Regions from separate parts of the Mus musculus genome. Here regions 1, 3, 4, 5, 6 and 7 are each linked to region 2. A link is a contact called in public Hi-C, HiChIP or PLAC-seq and promoter capture Hi-C data. All regions are on one chromosome and are shown on one strand. Each heading gives the region's core, a stretch centred on a gene start, on an enhancer-like site or on the middle of the called end of the contact. The rest is flanking DNA. Distances are from core to core; before and after follow the strand shown.

Region 1 (2,700 bases), core at 47-2,546, 1.5 Mb before region 2:
CTATGGTGAACAGAGCCACAAACTTAGATATAAAGGTTTCACTGAGCTGTGCTGAAACTCTTTGGGAATACATCTAAGAGTGTGATATCTGGGTCATATGGCAGTCCTATTTTTAATTAAAACAGCAACAACACGTCCTTGCGTCCATAAAGGCTGGGGATTAATTTACATTTCTCTGTGTCATCACCAGCATTTGCTGACGTTAGTCATTCTGGCTGGTGTGAGACTGACTTCCAATCTTGTTTTCATTTGTATTTTCCTGACTATTAAAGATGTTATCCATCTGGATTTAAAAGGCAGCGATTCGGCTCCTTTACTCGTTGGTTGGATTGTTTGATCTTTTGCTTTGTTTTGCTGTTGCTGTTGTTTAAATGCAATGGGTACAGGTATTTTGGGCCCATGCTTGCCTGTTTATCGTGTGTGTGATTGGTGCCTGTGGAGGCCAGAGGGGGCTGTCAGGTCCCCTGGAACTGGAGTTACAGGCAGTTGTGAAGCTGCCATGTGAGTGTAGAACTGGGTCCTCTGGAAAGCAGCCTTTGCTTTTAAACTGCGAAACCGTCTCTCTAGCTCCTATTTAGTTTTGTTTGTTTGTTTGTTTGTTTGTTTGTTTGTGTTTTGAGACAAGGTATAATCAGTTAGCCCTGGCTGGCCTGGAAGACCAGGCTGGCTTCAAACTTACAACAATCCTCCAGCCTCTTTGTGCTAGAATTATAATTGGGTGCCAGTGCATTCCACCTGGGATTTAATTTTTCGAGCTCTTTAAATTCTGGGTACTAATTCTCTATTGGATCCATACCTGGCAGGCATTTTCTCCTGCTCTGTAGGCTCTGCTCTGCAGAAACTAAAACATTTCTACAGTCACAACTGCAGAATCTCATTCTAATTTCCTGAGCTAGCGGAGTGCTACTCAGAAACCCATTTTCTTATGCCGGTGCTGAAATAGGATCATCTTCCTACCATTTGTTACAAAGTATTTATCATTGACAGATACATTATCAACTATGAGATTTCTAATTGTTTGCTCCGAGCAGGTGCCTCATTTCCTCAATTTGTTTGCTTTACCATTAAGATCTTTGAGCCAGGAAGACAAGACAGAGTCGTGCTTCAGAACGAGGTGGGGACGGGTTAAAGGGAGCGGGGCAGATCCTTTGTAAGTTGTAACTAGCACATGCCAACTCTCTTAAAAGCCCCTGGGAATCAAAGGGTTAGAAGCAGCTGTTTCTTGAGGCCTGTTTACCGTCCAGTTAATCAGTAAGCCAGAATCAATGAGCCTCTCAAAGTGGGGATGCGCCGAATCCTTCCAAAAGGGCTTCCAGATTTAGGAGGAGGAAGAGAAATGAGCCCGGAGGGTATTGTGGCTATCCTGGGGCCACAGGAATAATTCCCAGCATAGCAGAGGCGGGTCCCCAGTCTCCTGCAGGTGCGGCGAGTGCAAGGCTGGTTACTCTGTGCTCTGGATCCAGACTGGCAAAGGATTGCTTAGAGAGCGGGAGGGCACATTTCAGAGCCCCTTAGAAGCTCCGCGAGATGCCAGACCTGCCCTCAGCCTTCCTGCCCCTCCTCCTCCTCTCCAAGTTTGTTACCCCGGTGACCTTTCGTCACCACCGCTACGACGACCTCGTGCGGACGCTGTACAAGGTGCACAACCAATGCCCGGACATCACGCGGCTCTACAACATCGGGCGCAGTGTGAAGGGGAGGTACCTCTACGTGCTGGAGTTTAGCGACTACCCTGGGATCCATGAACCCTGTAAGTCTTGAGTGTTTTGGGGGCGTGTTGGGCAAAGAACTCCCTTCCTCTACAAATCCAGATAGAGTGTTCACTGCCCCAGTGGAGAACTCCATGTACAATGTATTTACCTCTTCCTCCACCCAAGAAGAAGGCAGGTGGCCCCACTTGGTTCTCAAGCTCCCCTAGGCCCCGGGGAGCTGCGACCCCAGTTCAGGCTCCAACACATTCCTCTTTTCTGAGTTCTGTTTGCTCAGAACTCCATGGGTAAAGCCCGTCTTCCTCCTGTTCCCGGCCCCCTCTCCTCCTCCCCCCCCCGCCCCCCCCCCATCTTTTTCTCTCACTCCCTCTACCAAGACCCAAAGACTTGGGATCAGGGCAGAAATGGTTGTCCTCCTAGTTCTCCTGGGAGATCAGGTGCGTCCTTTCCAGGAACCATATTGATCCAGCATGATGTGCTAGAGAGATTTTGGGGGTTGGGATATTAGCTTGCTGCTTTATTGTTAGTCTGCTTCTGTTATCAAAGCAATCTGTGTTTGCTTCAAAAATTAGTTCATGACCAGCCTGGAAACATTTAAAAAAGAAAACAAACAAACAAAAAAAGCCAAAAGCAACTCACCAGCTGAAACAAACAAACAAACAAACTAGAAACCAGAAGAGGCAAAACTAAGAAAACGAAGAGGGACCCCAGCACTCACTGATACCTAGTATTTACATAGACTGGCATCTCTCTTCTCAGACACATGATGCAATCCTACATCTCAAATACAAAATGGGAAAATGTCCCCCGCTTTTCTCAGTTCTTCATCTGTGTCGTCAACACAGCTTGACGGCACCATTCTTGGTTGTGTAGTGTGCTAGTCCCTTGTTTTCGTTAGCTGTTTACATTTCGATGAACACTGACACTCTTGTTGTTTTGTTTACAATGGTGACATCTCAGTTAAGTCACATGACTTATTTCAGAGGGTCAA
Region 2 (2,700 bases), core at 112-2,611:
CTCCGAGACCAGCCAGCCTCCGACTCTGGTACTGGGATTAAAGGCTGCTGTTGCTTGTTATTGTTGTTGTGGTTACTACTAGGGAGAGAATTCAGAGCCTTATGCAATCTTACCAATGAACTACAGACACCTCAACCCTGCGCTAAATAGCTCAGGCAGCTATTATTACATGAGTAAGTAGTGCCTGCAACCCACAAACCCTAGACACTGGTGGTTCAGCACCAAGCTTCGGGAGCTCTAAGTCTTAGGGGATGCTTGTCATGTGTAGTGCTTCCAAGAGCGGAAACCGAGCAACAGGGGCAGCTGGCTGTGTGTCGCATGCTGATGGGCCTCGAAGTTTGACACCGATTCCACAGGTGGTCAAGCCCTAATGTCACCTCTCCGCTTGAAACCTTGCTTTAACACTTGTAGGTTTCATCGCAGTTTCTAAAGACACCATTAACTCCGGTCTTCATAAAGACATGACCGTTGATTTTAAAATCCAACTGACCTGGACCACACAAGAGAGGGTACAGGAACTTTATTTTAAATGTTTTCTAGCACAAACGTCTCACACATAGATCATAACACTGAAAAGCATAGTACAAAAGACCCTGCACCCCCTCTTTTTTTTTCCAGACAGAGAAACCAAGGTGGTGGTAATAGGACTACAAAAGACCACAGGTCCATCAAGTGGCCAACCCATCATCCTCTCAGGATTCAGACTCTATAAACCCCGTACTCTTTCCCTCACAACTCAGATGCGACGAAAAAAAAGTTTGTAAGACAACTTTCGATAAAGTGGGTTGGAAGTTTTCTGAGGACCGCCCGAGAAGAGCAGGAAGAACATCCTACTTTACAAACTGTTCCCGGCCAGCCCATAGCCCGGGGGTCCTAGCAGCGGAGCAGAAGTGCCACTGCCCGGGAATCGCCCGCGGCCCCGGGCTGTCCCGAAGCCACCTCGGTGGTCCACAGCTCCGCAGCCCAGAGGGGTCCTAAGACCCCGCTCGCTACCTGGTGACTGGAGACGATTTCTACCAGAAAGAAGCATTAGGGCAGAGGCCCAAGGCAGGCCTCCGGCCCCTTAGAAAACAGAAGAGACCGGAGGGTGGCCCTCCCGCCCCGGGGCTCCAACAGGTCGAAGGGCGGAAGCTTCCCAATAACCTCCGCCCCAGGCGGGGGCCTGCCCCGCGCGTCACCGGAGGAAAAGAAAACCAGCGTTAACACACAGGAGGAAAGAGGGTCCTCTCCCGAGCCGGAGGAAAGACGCGAGGGCAACCAGCACCAGCTCAGGGAGAGAAAGAATCGGGTTCAAGGGTTCGTGGTTACCGGGACGCTGTCGCTCTCCGCTTCCGCTGCCACCATGAAGCGCCTGCTCTTCCGCTCGCCGCTGGGGTGCGCGCCAGGCCTTGGCTCCGCCCACGCCGCGGGACCTCCTGGGAGTTGTAGTCTTCGCGAGCCCCTGTCGCGTCGCGTGGGGGGCGGGGCCGGCAAATGGAGAGGGCGGGAGGGCGTTGACGCTCCTCTATCTCCTGTATCGTCCATCCTCCATCTCAACCCTCAGCTGTGAAAGCGCTCAAATCTTCTCACGTCCTGCTCAATCATAACCGTGTCTCTTTCCTCGTCCACGGGCGAGTTTCTTCGAGCGTAATCTGCACTTAGCGTCTCTACTTCCTTCCTTGTGTGTGCTGAGTTCTACACTGCAGCTTCTGCCCCCCGCAGAAAATGTCCTTGTTGCAGCCAGTGTCCTTGTCGCCAAACCCACTGCAAGTATTTTCAGGCTGTCTAACTTAAGCATTAGTCATTGAAGCTCTTGGACATTATCATTTATTTTCTATGACACTATCCAGCTTTGCCTTCCTCATTCCATGCCGTTCGACTCGGTCTCTTCCTGTAATTCTCCCCCCCCCCCCCGAACTCACCTCTTGAATATTGTTCTCTGCAATTCTTAGAATAAGGAAGGGGAGCGTCCAGCCCGGCCCCTTTTTTTGCTTTAGCTTATCGTACTCCCAACTTCTAGACGACCCTATCTCATTCCTATCTTGCAGACTTGTCAAAAAATGGCTTGAACGCTTTGGTGGCGCGAATGGTATAGCCCTGTGATTGGCAAACAGGTGAAGTGCCCAGGATTCGATCTCGGAACTATACAAGAAAAAAAGAAATATTTGAAAAGTTCATACTGTGTCTCTCCTCTCTGTTCACTGCCTTCCCATCTATCTCCAATGCCTCTTCATCTACATTTGAATGCTAACCAAACCCTGTAGAGGCTCTCTCTCTAGCATTTGAGTCTGTTCTTTATTTCCACTGCCAGATACTTAATTCCCACTTGCTTAGTTTCTTAGCTGATTACTGTTCTCCTTACTGATCTCAGTACGGCTGTGGGGTCCTTACTGCCAAAGGCCGAGTTGTGTAAATAACAAATTTAATCAAGTCGTGTTTGTGTTAAAACCCTGTAAAGACACCATTCGATTGAGTTTGAGAGAAGGAATGAAGGTGAACACCTTGGAGCTTTTACAAAATAGTAGTTCCCAATCCACTACTCTCCTTCCCATCCCTTACCAGATCTGATTATGGGATAGGTTAGATGTGAGCCTTCCTAAAAAGTTTCCCCCTCGGGTGAGCTGACCACTCAGCAAAATGGTTGTATATTATTGCTTACAATGGGCCAGTGCTGGGGCCGAAAATAATGAGCAGACCAGTGCCTACCCCTGTGGATTTATG
Region 3 (2,700 bases), core at 141-2,640, 1.6 Mb before region 2:
TGGTTCTTATGTTCCAGCGACTAGCTGGAACTGAGGGGACTTCAAACCTGGAATCAAACAAAACCTGAAGGAATCAAGCCAGAAAGGCTATCAGGATTCATTGATCTTTTGGACTAATATGTGGTGGTCTCTGGCTCTCTTCGTCATAGGACAATGTGAGGTTCCAAGGTGATTAGCAATAAAATTCTTTAGAAAACCACGTCTTTGCATTTCCTTCTGGGGCTATTGAGAGAAGAGAGAAGGATAAGAGTGTAAGACATTGTTGTACACTCTCTGGAATGTACTGGGGGCCATGTCAATCTCAGGGAGGTTGCTTCTCCCAGCAATCTTGAAATAAGAAGCCTTGGTTCATAGGAATGTTTGAAACGGCGGGTACTTTGATTATCCTATAGAAAGGAGTGGAGAGAAGGAGAATCAGTCTAGGGAGAATCAGTCTTCAGAGAGGAGATTAGAGGATAACCAAGACTAAGTTAAACTTAGTCAAAAACTCTACACTTAAGATTTTGGATGCTCAGGAGCCTGCATCCTGAAAACCCTTACACACCTCTTTCCCCCTCTCCAGTGACTCTCATTCCCTCACACTGAGCCTTCTATTCATCCCTGTCACCCCCACCTGTTCTCACCACCCCCCTCCCCCAAGCATTCCGTAAACCCGCTAGACGCGTGCAACAACTAAGTATAATCAAGATAACCTATGTGTCAGTGACGTCGGAAGTTTCCTTCAAGAGAGGTCCTTTCAACTAAACATTAGGGGCTAGCTTGCACTTCAAGAGATGTGAGTCAGAGAGTTGATACTAGTCCAAGGCCTATGGGAAAGGTAAGGGAGATTCCATCAAGAATCAAGGCCAAAGCCGGGCGGTGGTGGCACATGCCTTTAATCCCTGATTTCTGAGTTTGAGGCCAGCCTGGTCTACAAAGTGAGTTCCAAGACAGCCAGGGCTACACAGAAAAATCCTGTCTCGAAAAACCAAAAAAAAAAAAAAAGAAGATTCAAGGCCGAAATCTTGTGGGAGACACCCTGTAAAAGCGAATCCCTGAACAATTCTTTGATGAACAAAACATGTCAGGGTGCTGGTGTCTGGGGAGGAGGCCACCTCTCTCCAATAACTTTAGCTGACATGTTATGATGGGTCCACAACCCAAGACAGGCCGTGGCTGGCACAAGTGACCGTTCTAGAGTGTGGCTGCAGGGACGAACGCATTGCCAACCAGGTACTGTGATCTCAGTAACGGGCTAATTCGCAATAGCCTTAGCTTCAGTTTCAGCTTCATGCTTGGACTTTGATAAAAGGTCCTTATTTGAGGTGTGACTTGGGCAAGCCGATCAAAGCAAGGAAGCTGTGAGCAAGCGGCGGGGCGGGGCACCCGCGGGGCGCACGCGCAGATGCCCTTAGAACCGGAAGCAGCCTTGGGTCGGGCATGGCGGCGGCTGCGGAGGGCGTCCCGGCGACGCGACGGGAGGAGCAGCCACCTCGAGGTACTACCCTGTGTGGATGGAGATGCGGCGGCTGATGGTGGGGAGGCTAGGTCCGGATGCAGGAGCCGGTGGACCTGTCTACCGCAGTCAGGGCACTGAGACGAAAGCCTAGCTCCTGAGCATGGGAACGGAGTTGGCGTTTCAGGTGGGCGGGTGCGAGGAGAAGGGACGGGATGGTGGCAGGAGGAGAACGAAGGCGGCGGGAGCCCAAGTCGGGAGGGACTTAGGAACCGTCCGCTTTGGCTGGATTAGGTCTGGGGATAGGACGTTTACTCCTCACCTCCCACCCACACCTTGCCAGATGATGCTGCGGTGGAGACAGCCGAGGAAGCAAAGGAGCCTGCCGAAGCTGACATCAATGAGCTCTGCCGGGACATGTTCTCCAAAATGGCCACATATTTGACTGGGGAACTGACAGGTGATACGCAACCCCTTCTGGCTGATCCCAGCTGTGTATTTGCATTTGACTTCACGGAAATCTGAATGGTGCTTTAGCAGCCTCTGGTCAGTCCATGGTTGAATGGGAGGAAAGGAGCCGCTCTCCCCCTTGTCTTTCCCCAGGGAAGCACACCAACCACTTTTGAAACACAAATCTGCAGGCCTCTTGTCATAAAGGCCAACAACAAGAATTCCACACTGTTAGTCCAGAAGTGCCCCGCCGGGGGAGAAGTATATTTTAAGCAGAGTTGTGAAGGAAATGGAAGGGGGGGGGTACGTGAAACAGTCCAGTTAGTAAAAGAGCTGGAGTAAGCAAGCATTTGATGAAACCTGAAGGTTAGTCTGAAGATTTGCTGACCCACCCGTGGGACACGGTTAGATTTTAGTTCAGTGTCCCTGCGTCTGCATCTGTGTCTGTGTCTGAGGCAGAGTCAGAAAGCAGAGGCTGGACCTTCTGGGGTGACATAAGAACTTATACTGTTTCACTGCTCTGTGAAAAAATTACTCTCTCTCTCTCTCTCTCTCTCTCTCTGTGTGTGTGTGTGTGTGTGGCTTAGAACGACTTTCGAGAGTTGGTCCTCTTCTTAGACCACGTAGGTCACGAGGACCACGCTCTGATCTTCAGGCTTGGTAGCAAGGGCCCTCTCACAGGCCCCACCCCAGGAAATTTTTCTGTGAGCCCAATTTGTGAACCAGGATCTATGAGGAAAGGTTTAGTAGAGAAGTTGGGGGGTTGTAAGTCGCAGATTTTCTCTGCCTGATCGTTCACTTATTTTTGAGCAAGA
Region 4 (2,700 bases), core at 98-2,597, 1.2 Mb before region 2:
GTTGGAAGGAGAGAATTAACTCGACAAAGCTGTCCTCAGACCTCCACACACTTACTATGGCACATGTACCCACCCCCACACAATAATTACCAACACACTTTTAAAGTGTTTAATTCATGCTTCATGTATTGATCTCTGCGAGAACAGTCACCACATTCTAATAGTGGTTACTCCTGGGCAATGAATTTGGAATTATTTTTACCTTTCTATATTGCTTGACTTCTTCTACCTGATATTGCTTTTATGATGAAAGATTACTTGGAGAAACAAACAAAAATCTGTCACCTCCTAATAAGTTGCAATAGTCATTGATTTAATAAAAGACTATCAGTCCCATAGATTAGGATTCAAACATTAACCAATGGTCGTAAACAACAATACAGTAACTCCACAAATCTGGTAACAGCCCCACCAGTGGGGCTGAAGATGCTGAAGGAGTATCAGGAGCTCCATACAAAAGTATGGGAATGTCTACAAACTGTTGCAACAGGAGCCTGAGCAAAAAGCAAAAAGTAGGGATCAAAAAAGACATTTGAAGCAGTAGTGCTCAAAGTTAGAGACTCCAGATGGCTTTGGGGAGTCTGTGTCTGTATTTGCCTCTTGGGAGCGGACTGCAGCTTTAGAACACTTAAACACGCTGAGACAGGTATGAGAATCCAACTACCTTCCATCAAGTGAGATATTAAAAGAGATTTGCAAAATACAGAGCATTGCCCCTTTTGCTGTTTTGTTTAGGGATATTTATCCTTCATAAAAGTTATTTGTCTTGACATATTAATAGGCATATCTCCCGCAGGAAGCAACCAGTCATCTGTTACGCAATGGCTGTGGGAACGGATCCCACTCGCCACCCTCGGTGGCAGCTCTAGGTTGTAGAGCTGTCACCACACTTTTATTATCTACCACAGAGACAGGGAGGTGGTATGGTGCCCTCTTGTGGCCCTAGGGGCGGCGGGACGCTGAGGGCACTTGCGAGACTGGCGGGGATCCAGGAGCAGCTGAGGGACTGCGTGACTGCCCGGGACTCCGGAGCACTGAGAAACTCGACCGCGGGAAAGCCTGGCAAGCCGGGACCCACCCCGGGGTCCACCGGCCGACCGCCCCCCTGCCCCGCCACCTTCCGCACCCGCCTTCCCCGACGATATCCACGCCTGTTTCCGCTCGCAAGAAGCCCCTTTCTTCATGCTTCCCGCGTTCCTCCCTCGCTCGCCTTCGGTTTCCACTGAGTCCCCGCGGCCGCGCGAGCGACGGAGGAGGCGCGTCCCCGACGCCCGTGCCCGGCAGCCTCCCAGGGAGTCGTGCGTGCACGCGCAGTGGCCAACCTAGCGCGAGGGGGCGCGCACGACGCCTGACCCGGAAGTGCTTGTTCTTTCGGGAGCGGAGAAGCGGACCGCAGCTCGCTGGGGCGCTCCGGCAGTGGCGCTGTACTGTCAGCATGCAACGGTTGCTCCTTCCGTCCCTGAGGGCCTTGACGGGGAGCCGCAATGTCGGGCTCCTGGTCCCTAGGGTGGCGTCCAGAACACAGGTACCCACTCCTGCTGGCTCGGATCACGGAAGCCGGGCTGGGATAAAAAAGGCCAGGATAAAGTAAACGGACCGCCCTGCAAGTCCGGCTCGCCTTCTCATTTCAGGACATATTTCCTTGTGTCCCGACACCTCCCTGAATGCGGATCCGGAAATATTACCCACTGCTGTGTATGACTGACCAATTTACTTAGCTTTTAAGTTTCAATTTCCTTTTCTGTAGAATGGGAGAACGACCTGTTACACAAGGTGTTTGTAAGGATTAAAATTTTAAATATACATCAAACCCTTAGCACGTGATAAAGGCTCAGTAATTTTTCTTTTCTTTTTATTTTATTTATTTATGCATTTATTTGCACATTTGGTTTTTGCTAAAAGCCACCAGGCAGTCAGGAACTCCTATGTAGCCCCATTCCACAGTGAAGGAAATTGAGACTTACTTTAAGTTGCTTGTCTAAGATACCCAGTTACTTAGAAGTAGGAAACTGAACATACTTTTTTTTTTTTTTTTTTTTTTTTGGTTTTTCGAGACAGGGTTTCTCTGTGTAGCCCTGGCTGTCCTGGAACTCACTTTGTAGACCAGGCTGGCCTTGAACTTAGAAATCCACCTGCCTCTGCCTCCCGAGTGCTGGGACTAAAGGTGTGCGCTACTACCGCCCGGCCAACATATTTTTGCTCTTAGTGTTAGACTCAAAAGAAGACATGTATTCTCTTCTCTGATAATCAGTAGTAAAAGGTGAAAGATCTTTATGGTGTGAAGAGAAACCAGAGAATTCTAGAGTTTGTTATGTTCCTGGAAAAAAAAATATGCCCACATAGTGCCTGCCCTTGAGGAGTCAGTTCATTCAATTGTTAGTTCGAGTACCAAATATGTATTAGGTCTTGCTGTGTAAGGACCCAGTACTACAAAGGGAGCAAGAGGAAGAGCTCCCAGCTTAGTGGGGCATAGGGACAGATCACCTGATACATGACTGTGTGTTAAGGCTTGTGGTAGGGAAGGTACTTTGTGCTGTGACAGTAACCTGTTGTAAGATCCAGGAAAGTCTGGGGCATAACGATGCCAGCCCCGATCTCCAGTGGGTAGTATAAATGGAAGTGTGTGGGAGGGAATAGCACATTTAGAGACTGAGAACCCAGTAAGAAAGGGCTCAGTAGTGCAGATGAGAGTCGGTGATT
Region 5 (2,700 bases), core at 35-2,534, 1.4 Mb before region 2:
TTTGATCAATTTCTTTCAAAAACAAAAATCTGGAATATTTATGTTTTACCACAAAAATGCCTTCCTTCAGTGTTCAGACAGCAAAGGAGGAGAATAATGTATGTGAGCAGCAGTTTCACCCCTAGGTACAGCCTCCAAAGAACTGGAAGCAATGGGTCCAGCAGATACGTGTACGATTTGGGTCCTAGCCTTAGCCACAGTAGCCAAAGGGGAAACTCCGCCGAATGCCCAGTGAAGGACAAACGCCTAAACACAACGCAGTATATTTAGCAGTAAAAAGGAAGGAAATTCCGACACATAGAACAGCACAGATGAAACTTAGGGCATTATTCTAACCAAAATAAGGCAGGCACCAAAAGGCCAAGTATTGTAGATTGCATGTATGAGGGTCTTCAGAGTAGACGAATTCTTAAGGACACGAGAGACTAGGAATCGCTGGGAGTGGAGTCCCTGTACGATAAGAGCAGTTTCAGTTTGGGAAGTTGGGGTCCCGGTGCCGGACAAGATGATGGATGCGTAGCAATGTGAATTTACCTACTCTGATGGACTGCACGCACACTTGACAATGGTTCAAACGATACACTTTATGCTATGTCTAGTTTACTACGATTTTTGAAGAGTCAAGAAACAATCTAGCTGATGAGATTTTAAAATAAAGCCTTATCTCTGCTGTGTGTGCATAGTGATATATGATTCCTGCATTCCTCAAATCTGCTAGGTCGGTCCCCGCGCTTGCACCAGCTCCTCCACGCACTTGCGATCTTTAACAGTCAGAAGTCTTCCGGGACTTTTCAGAAACCGGGACGTTTGGTTCTAGTATTCTGTGATTCCTTGCTTTTAAATTCTCAAAATTGTCCTGTGAGACTTTGCTCGGGAGAAAAGAAAAAAAAATCGATGAGGAGTGGGCAGTAACCTGATGGTGTTCCCCTGTAATCCAGCACTTGGAGGAGTGAAGGACGATGGAAGGTTCAAGGCTAGCCTCCGCCTCGGAGTAAGAGAATTCGCGCAGCGGAGAATTTGAGTTCTCTAGGTTGGCGGTAGCGCGAGTGCGTGGGGATCTGGATCCTAGCCTGAGCGAGGTGTGTCGCTAAACGCCCCCACGCAGTCCGTGCCTCAGTTTCCCTGAAAGGCCCTGGGAGCCCGAGCCCTGACGTGGCGGAGCGACGGGCTAGGCGGCCGCCAGGGGGCGCGAGCGCGGGAAACGGAGCCGGGGGCCACCGGACGGAAGCGGCGCTAAGGGAGGCGGGGCGGCGCGGAGTCACCCGGATCGGCCCGCCCGCCCGCCGCCGCTGAGGGGAGGTGACCGCGGCCCGGCCGGGCCACCAGTGGCTGTGCGCGGAGGGAACGCCGAGCGGCAGAGAGCAGGTCGGTGCGGGGCCGGGCGTCCGTGGGGTGGCGGGGTGGTGGGGTAGCGGGGACGGTCGCCTGCGGGGCGCGCGGGGCTTGCGGCGCAGCTCTCGGTCGCGCTGAGCTGCGCTCCGCGAGACGCGAGGCCCTCGCTGTCTTCACTCACGGCCGAGGGGGTGCAGGGGGGGGGGGGCAGCAGCCCTAGGGACCGTCCCGGGGCGCGGACCGGGGGGCGAGGTGTCCAGCCGGGGCGCTGTCACTGCGCCGCCCTGCCTCTTGGCTTTGAGTTGAAGAACTGAGCCCCAGTCCTGCTCCTGGTCACTGCTGCAGCTGGTGGGCATGAGAGGCCGGGATTTCGTGACAGCCAGGCAGCGATGGTTTCCCAAATAACCCGGGACTATTTATATTTAGCTGGAGATGCAGTTTTGGCTTACTGGAGTTTTTAGGTACCCAGGACGATTGCATGCTTGTGTCAGAGGAGGATGGTTGTCACTCGAATAAAGGGGTGTTGGGGTGACCGGACAGGACAGCATGTGGTGTGTATTAAGAGCTGCGAAGGGTGTTTTTAGGGCACAGGGTCGTGTTGAAAAACCAACTTGAAAAGCAAGGTCGCATGTGGGATTATGGCTGGCAAATTCTGTAACCTGTCTGACAGTGTTTCTTTTATAGTCTTGGGAGCACCTTGTGGAACTTCCTAATTAATAATGGTGACAAGCTAGTGATGACACCGATTCTCTGGTAGGAGCATAGTTTGGACTCCACTGTGCTTAGTCGAGTTACATGCCGCTGATAGAGCTGACTAATCAACAGGCGATTTTTGCAGCAAGCAGACCTGATTTCTCAGTTAGGGCTGCATTTATAAAACAGTCGTAGGAAAAGCATAGTCGAGGTGTAGTGTTCAAGTTAGTGTATCCATCGGGCCTCATTCCCCCTAAACTACTGAATCTCGTGATCTCTCAGGCCCTTCCACCGCTAAAGTCTTTCATTTGTATTTGAAGCCGATCCCTCCTGGTGACAACAAAGTCCTAGGAAAACAAAGTTAATTTTACAAATTATGTAGCAGATGTTCAACTTCACTGTCGCTCCCCGCTCCCCCACTCACATAATATTGGGTTGAAATGAGTGAAACCTGTTGTGTGTGTGTGTGTGTCATTCATGTTTCTGTGTTAATGTCACCCAATGGCTTGTCTAGACAGAGATCTTGGTGTGTAGTGGGGAAGTGCTAAGTCTGGCATGGGAGTGACTTGCATGTTGTCACAGGTAGTTTTTCCAACAAGCCAAGAACATTTTGACTCAAACTGTGCTAACTTTTAAGCTAACTTTTATCACATTGTGTATGGTTTGGGCTGGCGC
Region 6 (2,700 bases), core at 48-2,547, 1.3 Mb after region 2:
ACATCTAATTCACCTTTTAAAGAGCTGTCTGGTTGGTAATACATTAGCAGTTAACAAACTAAAGAAGCAAACTGGGTCTAGTCTTTCAGCAAGTCACCCAACCTGTGCATCTGTCACTTTTCTGTAAGTGGACACACTAAAGGTACCTGTTGCATAGGGTCTGTGTGAGTATCAGAGTGCCTGGCAGATGAAACCATTACTGATGATTCCACTATGAGTTCTAACTATTCAAGATGTGTTTTGGACAAAAAAGACATAATTTGATTTCTTGGTAGGAAATCATGTTGGTACTCCTTGGGAATGGACAGGGAAGGAAGATTGGTAGTGGGGTCTTCTTCAGACTTCTGCACAGTATGGTGGTATAGAATATTGGCTGTGAGGTATTACACGACCAAATACCAAAACCTGCCTGATACGGATGGATGAGACAATCTTCCTCTAAGTCCCACATTTAGAGAAGTGTCCTTCTGATCATTTCTGAGTCCGTAGTACGTTTTGGTTTGAGATGGGGCCTTGCTACGTAGCCTGGCAGGCTTGGTACTGAGCCTGTAGATAAGGTTGGCTCCAATCTTTCTGCAATTCTGCCTCTGCGGTCCTGGTGCCGGGATTACATGCCTGCACCGCTATGACCCGATTATTTCGTTTTGTTTTCTTTTCTTCTTTTGTCTCACGCTGTAACCCAAGCAAGTATGCAATAAACAACAATCAGTCCAGCTTCCCGAATGCTGGGGCTTACAAGAGTAAGATACCAAACTTAGCTCCTTATTACTACCGGCTCAGATACAGAATATGAGATCAAGTGATTGGAGTGCTGAGGAACTTCCGGACACATTTATGATTGAGGCTGAGAAAAACAATACGTAGGCAGATGAACAAGAATGTCAACTTAGCCCAGATCTCTTGATTGCATAGAAGTCTATAAACAGTACACGGTGATGTTTAAACACCCAACCGACCCTGTCCAAGTTTAATAATCATCGTCCATAAAGAAGCTTGCGGAGCCCGAGGTTAGAGGGAAGGGGTGTTCACGCACGCCGTGGCGAGCTAGGCGCCTGAGCCGATGTCACCCCAGCCCGCCCGCAGCCGGGCGCGCAAGGGCCCAGGCCCAGGTCCAGGCCGAGGCTGAGCAAGCAGCACAGCAGCGGCGACTCGGAACCCTTCAACCCCGCGGCCTGCGCGCGCCGGCGCCCCACGGCCGGCGACGGTTGCGGCCCCGCGTCGGGAGGACTTCCGGCGTGTGCCGGGGTGGCCGGATGACGTGGCTGAGTCAGAGGAAGAGGCTCGGAGGCCGGGGGGCGGGGGCGGCGCGGAGCGGGCGGTGACGGCGGCGGAGGCAGCGGCTGTGCCCGGGCCCCGTGCGTCTGTCCGCGCCCGGTGGATGTGAATCGGCGGCGGCGGCGGAGGAGGAGTCGGTGGGCCGGCGCCCGGCCTGTGGGAGCGCGGAGGATGAGGCCGCTGCCGGGCGCTCCTGGCGTGGCGGCGGCCGCCGCGTTGTTGTTGCTGCTGCTGCCCCGGGCTCGGTCTGACGAGCACGAACACACGGTGAGGCGAAGCGAGCCGCGCGGCCGCCCCCGCCCCAGCCCCGCTCCCAAGCCTGCCGCCCCGCCAGACCCGGCGTGGTCCGAAGGCCCGGGGGGCCCGGTGCAGCCCCGCGGCCGCCCGAGCGCTCCTTCCGGTCGGGCATGGCGGGGCCGGATCCGCGGGAGCTGGGAGGAGGCATTTCCGAGCACTCGGGGCTGCCTGGGCCTTGCTCCGCAGCTCCGCCTCTCGGGGCTGCTGCCCGGGGATCGGCCCGGAGCGGGCTCTGGACCCGGGAAACTGGACGCTGTGCACACAGCACGGCGGAGGATGGATGCGTGGTGATCCAGGCGCTTGCCAACCAGGAAATACCCATCGCTTCGCGCAGGGCTCCGGCCTCTTCCTACCCTTCTCTCTCCCTCTCGCCCGAACCGGATTTAAACCGTGGGGTGGGGACAGCTTTAGGGAAGTGGAGGTGTGAACGGTTTACACGCGGACACGTCTTCACCCTGCACGCACTCGGTCCCCAGGACTCCCTTGCAACTTTCTCCGCGCTCCGTGAGTGCCCAGAGGACGCCCTGTTCGGGTGGTCGGTCCCTAACTGGGACAGCTCTGCCCTTGTGTCACCCAGCCCTCAGGCCACACCCCCACTCACTTTTGCTTTTGGCCTGAAGTTGATTGGCGGTTTATTTAATTGTATCTTCACATCAAAGCTCGCCTATTAATGACTCTTGGAGTGACTTTCACCTAGAGCTGTAACGCTGTGGAATTCACTTATTTATTTTTTTATTCAGAATGGTAGACGCGGGGAAGTGTGGAAAGTCTGATAAACCTAGAAGATTGCTTGGCAAATTGGAGATTGTTTCAAGGTTTTTATCTGTATTGTGATTTTTTTTTTTTTGCCCGAGTAGTTGTGTATTTACTAAATTTAAAATATGTGGAGAACGTTTGGCTGTAGCTGATCGGTGACAAAATGGGAGTACGCTGCTTTTAAGGGGCAGACGTTAGATTTTGTTTGTAGTGAACAAAACTTTGTTTTGATTAGCCAATTAAAAACTCTAAATTAGGCTGTTGTATTTTCAGTCACTGCTAGAATCTAATTGCATGTGTATGCGAGTTTTTTTTTCCAGAGAAACGTTGAATCAGTAACTTTTTTTCTGCGACACTTGTGAATTTTCTCTA
Region 7 (2,700 bases), core at 57-2,556, 1.6 Mb before region 2:
TAAAAGGCCAGGTCTTTAATCTTAGCATTCTGCAGGCAGACCAGTGAGTTTTAAGGCCAGCCTGGTCTACATAATGAGTTCCAAGTCAAACAGGGCTATAGCAATAAACCTTGAGTTGCATTTTAATTATAGAATATTTAAAAAGCAAACTCACTGTAGAAACCAGTTTGAGTAATTTAGACAGAATTATCTTGGCTGGAGTTTTCAGCATCCCTCGAGTACAAATTATGAAACTGCATCCCACCTGTCACTCCTGGCTCTACCATACACAGCAAATGAGGTTTCATCCTGTTACATGACCGTCTCCTCTGCTCTAAAGATGCTCTCTCAGAGCCTCATTTCTATTACCTTCAAGTTTAATATTCCAATTCCATGAAAGATATGAAAATAATAGAAACCAGTTTATCGAATACCACTCACTATTAGTGACCCACAACATCGAATTGCATGCTGACGTTGAGAATTTGATTTTATGCTGACTCTTACACTTTTGAGTTATTAGCATCGCTAGCTTCAGCCCGGTACAAGCTTGTAATCCCAGTCTTGGAAAGACGGAGAAATACGTTCTAGTCCAGGCTGGACTGTATTGAGATCCTGTCTCAGAACAGGACACCTAGAGTCCATGAAGTGGATAACCCACTCAAATGGCTAGGTGGGTTGGCTTTCCCTGTGCAGCCCACCACTCAGAAGTATGCCTCTCTGGACCGAGAGCTCCTCCAGGCTTGTCTTTATAGCCCTGTGGTGCACCTCAGAAACAATTCCAACTCAAGTCGGAGAGAACAAGGCTGATAAACAGTAAGGTCGGTAGGGAGACTCACGAAGTCGCGAAGAAGAGTTTTCACTCTGGAATAAGTCACATCCTTGGTTGGTTTGGGATTATGGAGAGATTCTGATTTACAAGGCTAATGAATCAACAGGGCGGTTAGCGCAGTTTTCTTTAATACTTATGGTGGCCTTAACCGGTGCCGACCGGCGAGTGTGGTAGGATTCGAGGGGCAGAGGGCAGGGCTCTCAAAAAGATGAAATGTGAATGAGGTAGGGACAATGTGGATTTTAGAGTTTGGAGAGAGATCTATTTTAAATAAAAACACGTTGTATGAAACCTTCAAAGAACTAATTAAAAAATATCTATACAAACAAAAATAAAATAAATAGGAACCGCACGCACGATGGTCCTCGCAGGTTGGAAGTTGCCCAGGGCAAGCCGCTGGTGCCCAGTTTCCGGCAGCACCAATCCCAGGGTGATTCCAGGAGCTCGGGGCGGGACTCTGCATGCGGAAGCTAGCGGAAGTGACGCAGTCTCGCGAGACGGAGGACTCCGCAAGCCTCGGCGGCCCGGAACCGGCCTTAGACCGGCGGCGTTGCCTGAGGCGGCTGGCGCTCCCGCCCCATGGAGCGGCCCCCGGGGCTGCGGCCGGGCGCGGGCGGCCCCTGGGAGATGCGGGAACGGCTTGGCACCGGCGGTTTCGGGAACGTCAGTCTGTACCAGCACCGGGTGAGGCGGGGGGCGGGAGCCGTGGCGCGGGCTCTGTCTGGGCGTCCCTGGGACCCGAGCTGTCAGTCAAGGTGGGAGGAGTGGTGGTCGCGACCCTGGACGGGGCTGGGGGCTGGGGCAGTGAGCGAGGGCGAGCGATGGAGCATCCTGCGCTTGTGAGCCTGGGTGGCCGCGGTCCAGGTGTGTCGGAGGTCCCCGGGCAGTGAGTGACAGGCAGCTGTTGCAGCTGTGTGTGGTGATGAGGAGTCTGTACAAAGTCGAGTGCCGATGCGTGTTGTGTGTTTTGTGTATGTGTGTTGTGTGTGTCTCCGTGTGCCTGCTCACACTCCCTCGGGAGCGAGCGGTGTGATCCACTGGAGACTGGACTAGACGAGAAACCTTACGGGTGTGTCCAGAGTTGACCCTTGGGAAACATTGACAGACTTTGGAATTGGAGCGTTTCAGGTAAAAACCAGGGTGAGGGTAAGATGATGAAATCGATCCTTGCTTCGGAGGAAAGAAAATAGAGGGGTTTGTTCTGCAGAAGACAGCTAAGATCAGGCTCAGGAAATTTGTTTTGATTTATCGAAGAACATGTAACCGTTACAACAGCAGTTATTCCTGTCCTTAAAAGGTTTTCAAACTAACAGTCACTTTTCTTACTTTAACGTGTTGTTGTTAATGTTCGGGGTGGAACACAGGACCTTGCACATGCTAGGCAAATGGTCTACCGTTGGGTTACAGCCTCAGCCCTAGTTAATCATGTTTGAGTTGTGGGTCTTTTGAAAAGTCAGTAAAACGCATCTTTTCTCCGGAAAAAAAAATCATATCAATACAAGCCAGTGCATTATTAGTGAGGGTTTTGCTTTCCTGAAGGGTGTAAGGAATAGATCTTGAACACCAATCATTGTAGTATAGGATTTGTTGACTGTAAAATATTTAGAAGAATATACATACATTCTGGGCCTGCTTGAGAGTTGAGTCAGATGGTAACAGAGACGTTAGGAAGTACAAGATAGGTACTGTAATTCCGCTGATAGCTCTCCACTGTCAAGTTATGGCAACCCTCATTACTTGGACTTTTATAAAAGGAGCAGTAAGATAAAAATGGTGTTCTGGAACATCATATATGAGGAATACGTTTTAATTAGAAAAACAGTAAGCCAATTACAGGACATGAAATGATTTAGTTGATTGCTATATCAGGCGCTGATGGTACCCAAATC

The links. Promoter capture Hi-C pulls out the DNA fragments that hold promoters and counts their contacts. A called contact is a pair of places that touch in the nucleus more often than the background predicts. HiChIP or PLAC-seq counts read pairs in DNA pulled down with a chosen protein or histone mark. Capture Hi-C pulls out chosen DNA fragments and counts their contacts.
Region 1: a promoter capture Hi-C map of liver shows a contact between it and region 2, with 5 times the contacts expected there. The contact joins the promoter of Cpn1 here to the promoter of R3hcc1l in region 2.
Region 3: a contact with region 2 is called in a promoter capture Hi-C map of liver, with 4 times the contacts expected there. The contact joins the promoter of Bloc1s2 here to the promoter of R3hcc1l in region 2. A contact is called at or near these places in 2 of 39 promoter capture datasets (liver and pre-B cells) and 1 of 9 other capture datasets (liver).
Region 4: a contact with region 2 is called in a promoter capture Hi-C map of liver, with 2.3 times the contacts expected there. The contact joins the promoter of Cox15 here to the promoter of R3hcc1l in region 2. A contact is called at or near these places in 2 of 39 promoter capture datasets (embryonic stem cells and hippocampal neurons), 1 of 484 Hi-C or Micro-C datasets (CD4 T cells) and 1 of 9 other capture datasets (liver).
Region 5: a contact with region 2 is called in a FOXA1 HiChIP or PLAC-seq map of pancreatic cancer cells. The contact joins the promoter of Dnmbp here to the promoter of R3hcc1l in region 2. A contact is called at or near these places in 1 of 39 promoter capture datasets (liver), 1 of 115 datasets of contacts at active chromatin or transcription factors (pancreatic cancer cells) and 1 of 9 other capture datasets (liver).
Region 6: a contact with region 2 is called in a Hi-C map of CD8 T cells, with 5 times the contacts expected there. The contact joins the promoter of Tm9sf3 here to the promoter of R3hcc1l in region 2. A contact is called at or near these places in 1 of 39 promoter capture datasets (liver), 2 of 484 Hi-C or Micro-C datasets (CD4 T cells and CD8 T cells), 3 of 115 datasets of contacts at active chromatin or transcription factors (extraembryonic endoderm stem cells, microglia and thymic regulatory T cells) and 2 of 9 other capture datasets (adipose tissue and liver).
Region 7: a contact with region 2 is called in a promoter capture Hi-C map of adipose tissue, with 2.8 times the contacts expected there. The contact joins the promoter of Chuk here to the promoter of R3hcc1l in region 2. A contact is called at or near these places in 3 of 39 promoter capture datasets (cranial neural crest, liver and pre-B cells) and 1 of 9 other capture datasets (adipose tissue).

Annotation. Positions count from the first base shown.
Region 1 is chr19:43,985,116-43,987,815 of GRCm38.p6, reverse strand. It overlaps Cpn1 (carboxypeptidase N, polypeptide 1), which reads left to right and starts at 1,296. Exons shown (of 9, transcript NM_030703.2): 1 at 1,296-1,750. The coding sequence starts at 1,528.
Region 2 is chr19:42,517,466-42,520,165 of GRCm38.p6, reverse strand. It overlaps R3hcc1l (R3H domain and coiled-coil containing 1 like), which reads right to left and starts at 1,361. Exons shown (of 7, transcript NM_177464.4): 1 at 1,309-1,361.
Region 3 is chr19:44,145,136-44,147,835 of GRCm38.p6, reverse strand. It overlaps Bloc1s2 (biogenesis of lysosomal organelles complex-1, subunit 2), which reads left to right and starts at 1,390. Exons shown (of 5, transcript NM_028607.1): 1 at 1,390-1,477; 2 at 1,779-1,895. The coding sequence starts at 1,420. Pkd2l1 (polycystic kidney disease 2-like 1) reads left to right here. Exons shown (of 15, transcript NM_181422.3): 15 at 1-199.
Region 4 is chr19:43,751,647-43,754,346 of GRCm38.p6, reverse strand. Cox15 (cytochrome c oxidase assembly protein 15) reads left to right here and starts at 1,347. Exons shown (of 9, transcript NM_144874.4): 1 at 1,347-1,525. The coding sequence starts at 1,436. Cutc (cutC copper transporter) reads right to left here and starts at 1,324. Exons shown (of 9, transcript NM_001113562.1): 1 at 1,127-1,324. The coding sequence starts at 1,184.
Region 5 is chr19:43,938,782-43,941,481 of GRCm38.p6, reverse strand. Dnmbp (dynamin binding protein) reads left to right here and starts at 1,284. Exons shown (of 16, transcript NM_028029.4): 1 at 1,284-1,365.
Region 6 is chr19:41,262,601-41,265,300 of GRCm38.p6, reverse strand. Tm9sf3 (transmembrane 9 superfamily member 3) reads left to right here and starts at 1,297. Exons shown (of 15, transcript NM_133352.2): 1 at 1,297-1,542. The coding sequence starts at 1,447.
Region 7 is chr19:44,106,083-44,108,782 of GRCm38.p6, reverse strand. Chuk (conserved helix-loop-helix ubiquitous kinase) reads left to right here and starts at 1,306. Exons shown (of 21, transcript NM_007700.2): 1 at 1,306-1,495. The coding sequence starts at 1,391. Cwf19l1 (CWF19-like 1, cell cycle control (S. pombe)) reads left to right here. Exons shown (of 14, transcript NM_001081077.1): 14 at 1-146.